2 separate regions of the Hordeum vulgare genome follow, and region 1 is linked to region 2. Evidence: chromatin contacts called from public Hi-C data. All regions are on one chromosome and are shown on one strand. The core of a region is the stretch at or near the end of the contact, and the rest is flanking DNA. Distances in the headings are between cores, read along the strand shown.

The links. A called contact is a pair of places that touch in the nucleus more often than the background predicts.
Region 1: a contact with region 2 is called in a Hi-C map of seedling, with 5 times the contacts expected there. The contact joins the promoter of LOC123449358 here to the enhancer-like site in region 2. A contact is called at or near these places in 4 of 6 Hi-C or Micro-C datasets (leaf and seedling).

Annotation. Positions count from the first base shown.
Region 1 is chr4H:539,129,863-539,133,118 of MorexV3_pseudomolecules_assembly, forward strand. LOC123449358 (probable beta-D-xylosidase 7) reads left to right here and starts at 1,695. Exons shown (of 3, transcript XM_045126559.1): 1 at 1,695-2,140. The coding sequence starts at 1,727.
Region 2 is chr4H:539,084,361-539,087,505 of MorexV3_pseudomolecules_assembly, forward strand. No RefSeq gene overlaps it. Among protein-coding and RNA genes, the nearest start is that of LOC123450713, 11 kb to the left of the region's middle. Within about 2 kb of position 1,496, at least 2 of the 3 cell types and tissues checked have open chromatin away from gene starts, as enhancers often do. A contact at or near this core is called in leaf and seedling, where this site is marked.

The DNA of each region.
Region 1 (3,256 bases), core at 445-2,944, 46 kb after region 2:
AAGGCTGTCACTTTGGAGCAGTTGATAGCCTTCGGTGGCGGTTCTGCCCTTGCTAAAGGAGTTGGGTGGCTATGGTTCCTCGGCCAGGTTGTAGTTGTTTGGTGGACGACAATTTTCCTTCATGTGCGGCCTGTCGGCGGTCCTTGGCCATGCATCTACAATGGCGAGGCGTTGCGGTGGCGGCAATGTGAAGCGTCCTAGACGGTGCTGCCCAATTCCTTCAAGGTGTGGAGATGTGCGATGATTGGATGAAAATCTTGCAAGGCTCTTCCCCGGCCGGCGGCGATGGCGCCCGTGGGTGTCGTCTCCCTCCTTGGAGGTGTCCTCGAGGTGAATTCGACATTTCCCTCGCTTGTGTGGAGTTGGTTGTTATCTTCGGGGCAAAAGCCTTGATCCAGTCGGATCGACACGATGGCGGCGTTCCCAACGTCGCTCCTCTATTGGGAGCATCGTGTTTAGAGTCACAGCCTTGTTCCTCGCCGCTCTCCTTCGGTGTTGGTGCATTCAAGACGGTGTCTTCACAATTTGGAGCAAGTCCTGTCATTTACCTAGCACCTCCTCTTCGGCATTCAGGGCAAATGGTGCGTCAACTAGCGAAGTTCTATGGGAGCCGCTGGTCTTTAGGGATGCCCGGCGTGGGTATAGACGCGGTGTTATTATCTGTTAGGGCAGACGCTTGTGCTTTGTAGTGTCGTATGGTCGTTGGTGGCTGTCCCTCGACTTGTATGTGTGTGATGTTTGTGTTACGTTCGTTATTCGCAATGAGTGCTAGTCTTCTTTTACTTATAATTCAGCATTCTATAAAGCTATGATACGCCTACGCGTATTCTTGAAAGAAAAAAAAAAGCAAACAGATAAGCACAACACGTGGTGTGTGACCTCGTTCCACCTGTATAACCAGCTCGGCTCCTAACGTGGCACAATATCCTACAAGTCTTTCTTCCACTTGGAAAAACGATAACGATAAAAGTGATGGCATCTCTTCACTTGTCTGCATGCTACCGCTCAAAATCGATGGCACCGATTTCCTTTGTTGTGTGCATGCCAGTGCGACCGATCAAACCCGATCGATGGCATCGTTTTTCTTGCCCAAGGGTAGTTAGGGTGGATTTAATGGCACGGGAGGCTACCAGCAAAGCACGAAGGATATACTCCTATATGATACAGCACCGCCAATGCTGCTGTCGTGTTGCATGAAAAATGAAGTGCAGTAGCCAGTAGGCTAACGGCGCCTCATGCATGCATGCATGGCTTAGAAAGAATTAAACCTAGCTAGGTGGCTAGGTGCATGTCAACCGTACGCCCTCTTGATCCCCAAAGTTGTTTACTGGAGTACTAGGGCATGTCGACCAGGGGCTTTATTCACTGATGGTCATGACCCAAATGATGCATTCATCGTCAAGAATCTCGTGATGAGAGCTGCACGGTCGAACCCATGCACATTGAACGGCAGTGCAACGGAAAGTACACGTACGTAATGTGCTGTACAGCTCTCTCGTGGGCTCGTGGTCCGTTCTTACGCCGAATCTTATTACCTTCCGGTGTGTCGTCCGACTCCGAATGGAGCCCAGCTCGCTTTCAAGCGAACGCTGAAAAAGCAGGTTAATGCCAGCTTTCTAGTTTCAAGTTTCAACCAGATCACCAGCCAAGAACGCCTATAAAAGGAGAGCCGCGCCACTCAGCTTCTCTCACCCTCCACACACACACACACACACACGCACTCTCAATGGCGGGCTTCCCCTACCGCGCCGCCGACATGGTCGCCCTCATCACGCTGGCGACGGTGCTGGCATTGGTGCGAGTGTGCGCCGCCGGCAACCCGCCGTTCTCGTGCGGCCCGGGGGCGGCGCAGCAGGGCCTCGCGTTCTGCAACACGGCGCTGCCGCCGGCGCAGCGGGCGGCGGACCTGGTGGCGCGGCTGTCGCTGGCGGAGAAGGTGTCGCAGCTGGGCGACGAGGCGCCGGGGGTGCCGCGGCTGGGCGTGCCGCCGTATAAGTGGTGGTCGGAGGGGCTCCACGGGCTCGCCTTCTGGGGCCACGGCATGCACTTCGACGGCGCCGTCCGCGCCATCACCAGCTTCCCGCAGGTGCTGCTCACCGCCGCCGCCTTCGACGAGCAGCTGTGGTACCTCATCGGCCAGGTATGCTGCATGCACCTCCTCCATCGGCTCAACATAAAGATCAGCCATGGAAAGCGTAGTTACTGGTCGGTCTGGGTGGGAGTAGGTAGAGGTAGGATGGAGTGTGGGACAGGCTCCGGTCGAATCCAGCATTTTGGACCCTCTCCGGCGTCCAACTAAGGGGAATTTGGCGGCGTGGTCCTGCGCGTACGCCCAATCCATAGCTAGCCTACTCTCGATGAAGAACACTCTGATGCTGATCTGGTGACCATGACATGGAGAGAGGCGCAGCTCCTCGTTTGGTTAGCTAACTCGGCGGCGCATGCACCTTGAGGAAAAAGACCAGGTCTTGCTAAGCAATTTCATCGGTTTCATGGGCAAAAGAAAACAGTAGGGAAATGCGCCACATGTACTTGGCGGCCCAAACCCACTTCATAGATCGCTATAAAAAATAAATAAACAAAATATAAAAATTTCGCGAAATTCGGTAATATGAAAAGCTGTTAGACAAGGTAACAAGCGTTGCAGAAATGCGGTACAAGTAAAACCTGAAATTCAGTCTAAAACATACAAGAAAGATAGGAATATAATATGCATGCAGTCTTATGCTTGTGATTATATTTGATTTTGCAAAGCACGTACTTGGTTAGCTACTTAAGGCTCCATTAAGCCATACTAGCTATGCTTCCGTGCTAAGAGGACAGGAATGGACAACTCAAATTTCCGGTGAACCGAAAGTGCATGCAGATGAAAGTAACATGATTGCACTACAGGAAAAAAGGTCGGTGAACAGCAGGTGTGCGCGGCAATTTGCTTCATTGGGATCGCTACCTATCGATTGATAGGTAAACGAGCGAGCAAACGTGCATGTAGGCCTACACGTCCAGCCAGCTAGCCTTTTGTTCGCGCGTAACCAACAACCTATGCTTGTTCCTGTGCTGGCACACTGGCTAGGGTGTACCCACCACCATATCTTGTACACCGTCCTTGGTGGTTGCTGGTTTGGGCCGGCCGGCTCCAATATTAATTAGTGCTGATAATGTCAGCTGCTACTTAATCTGCCTTGTCGATTGCGCGGTTAGATCTAGAATTGTTTGGTCGACCAAATGTTGTTTATTAGTACATGTTTTGTAAGGT
Region 2 (3,145 bases), core at 246-2,745:
TCTATAAACGCATACACGCATAATCTATTCTATGGACACCTTCGATAGACTGAGCCGGCATATCATCTTGAAATTTAGAAAGTTATCGTATGTGCCTCGTTGTAGGCGAAAACATCTCATCCCATTAAAAGCGTATCGTCGAAAATCTTATTTTTTTTTAGAAATAAAGCACCAAAACTTGAACCCGATGGACTCGAAATACCACTGTCCCTCTAACCATCCAACCACAGGTTGCTTTGCAGCTATAATATTCTTTTAACCATTTTATAATCCATCAAGCAATGTGATATAAATTGTGATAAGATTAGGGGAAATACACTTTGATTTCTGATTGTATATACACTCTATATGGGATTATTATTTTTATTGATTAAATAAAAAAATAGTTAAGAACCATTTTTAGAATAAACTTGACTTATTTATGTACTAGTATATAAATTTTCAAAACAAAAATAACCAATGTTGACTTCACACCGAAAAAGACAAAATATTATTTGCTATTATAGATCACTATTCACATTATTTAGACCAAAAAGTTATCTTTTTTGAAAAGAAGTCGAAGAAGATTTTTCTTTTTGTGAGTTTTTTCTTATGAGTGCAACGGAAGGTCAAGTTTATTTTAAAAATATTTTTATTTTTTTAACTGTTTATCAATTTGTTTTTCTATATAGACTATAGATGTTCTCATATGCCAAAAATCATTGTTTTGACCTTTTCAACAATCTTTTTTATAAATTAAACTCGGCATGAAAGTATTTTATGATTTGACCCTTTTGACAACGCCATAGCCCATGACGTTATTGTCCAACATAGAAACGCCGAACAATATAGCGTTTCTGCTCTTGTCCACTATCAGATCGAGCACGCGTACGTGACAAGTCAGAAATGTCAAGCTAAATCCCGTTTCTGAAAACGTCACCGGTCCTGGCATTTCTATGTAGGACAGCAACACCAAAGGCCTCGACGTTTTCAAATAATATAGAAACATGAAGACCTTTAATGTTGTTGTCCTATATAAAAATGTCGGGGTCAATGGGTTTTCAAAAACGACATCTAAGGTCAGAATAGTGATTCGTTCGCGTCCTAAGATTAGGCTATACGTAGAGCTGGATCATATCATACATGACCTGACGGGTGTACTGGATGTGGATGACAGATGGATGGATGCTGATACGTACGTGTGAGGTGTGACACGACCCCCTACCCGTCTTCGTTCGTTAGTTATGCTGGCCTGTGTGCATGCTGCAACCTTACTCCTGGGGGCGACCTTTATGTTACGTCAGTCAGTGCTCCGAATCATTTCCGTCGAAAAGCCGATGTGACGTGCGAATTTATATATATCCCAAATATATAAAAGCCTATCTTCCACCCGGAAGAAAGAAAGGTATGCCACCGATCAAAATGCATATATGCTTATCCTCTAGCCAGGAGGTGGTTGGAGCTAGCGGGGATCTAGTGACACGAGAGGCTACCAGCAACAGCAAAGCACGAAGGAGAAGGATGGATATAGCACGTACGTGGTGTCGGCGCCCGGGTGCGTCCCTTCACATATCCAGTCCGCATGGCACTGTCGCCTTGCTTGCATGAAAAGGAAGTGGCAGCGGCGCCGCACGGCGGTCGAAAGGAGCCTGCGCCGGCGCCGTCGCACCGGAACGAAGCAGTGCTTTTCACCGGTTGGCTGCTCGTACATAGGAAAGGCTGGCGTTGGATTCGGACGGAGGTGCGCGCGACCGGGTACGGGCCATGTCCTTGTCGGTCGTACGCCGTCCTGGTCTCCTTGTTCTTTACTACTTCTAGGAAAATGGCTCGGGGGCTTTATTACGTGGTGACAGCCCATTCCGACTAAATTCTCCTGAAGCTATCTGCTACTCCCTCCGTTTCTAAATATAAGTCTTTTTAAAAGATTTCATTAGGGGTACTACATATAGATGTATATAGACATACTTTAAAGTATATATTCATTCATTTTGTTTCGTATGTAGCCATCTAGAGAAATTTCTAAAAAAAATTATATTTAGGAATGAAGGAATTACTAATTAACGTTCAGCAATTTTGTGGGATCAAGTAGTTTGCTATACCTATACGGCTTTCTCGTGGCCCATTCCGACTCTGGGTTATGCCTATCTATGTCCTCTGGATGGAGCCCAGCTCGACTTTTGACTGAAAAATAGCCAAAGTAGCAAAATTCGGACCCAAACACGTAGTGTGTCACTAAGAGAGAGGGAGGGAGGGAGGGAGAATAATTCTGGAAGCGGAAAGTGAAGACGTACGCCATGGCGTGAACCGGTGAACGCTAGCTAGGAGCTCGCAGTTCGCATGTCGGTCGCCGACGTGTATATTGGGCATGGAAACCATGCATATTTGCACATGAAAATCTACTTTTATACCTTAGCGAACCCAATATCATTTTTCCTAAATAAAACAGTAACATCATTCGCACTTGTTATCATGTTCCATATATATCATCACCTTGCACAAAAAAAGTAGTTCCATATATATAATCAATCACGTACCCAAACATATTATTTGGGTAGGATATATACATAATTTAGATGCAACCTACGTGCACGACGTGAGCAAACTGACAACGGATGACGATAGATAAATAATGCTTAATTATCTCATTATGATTGTAGAGTCGTAGAGGCAACATTTTGGCTGCATTGCCATCTAGTTATAATCAAACAAACAATCCTTAGTTAATACTCCCCCTTCCTAAATATAAATCTTTTAAGAGATTTCACTAAATGACTTACATACGAAGCAAAATGAGTTAACCTATATTTTAAAATATGTCTATATACGTATGTAGCTCACTAGTGGAACCGTTAAAAAAACTTATATTTAGAAACGAAGGGAGTAGCACACATCATCACGTATAGTAAATAGACTTCGATTTTACTGAAAAATTTATTCTCAGACTTATCTACTTCGTATTGGGCCATTCACCTTACTAGGACATCACATATAGAAATATGCCCCCATCTCGTTAGGGTTTCTTTCCTCGCTCCACTGACGACTTCGAGAATCCCTCCTCCCCCCTCCCTCCCAACGTTTGATAGATCCCTATAGCTGGTAGTTGTTCCTCGGGCTGATCAAAGGGTGACCTTTGTGTCGTTTCCCATCCCTGTGTGATCTTCTAGTT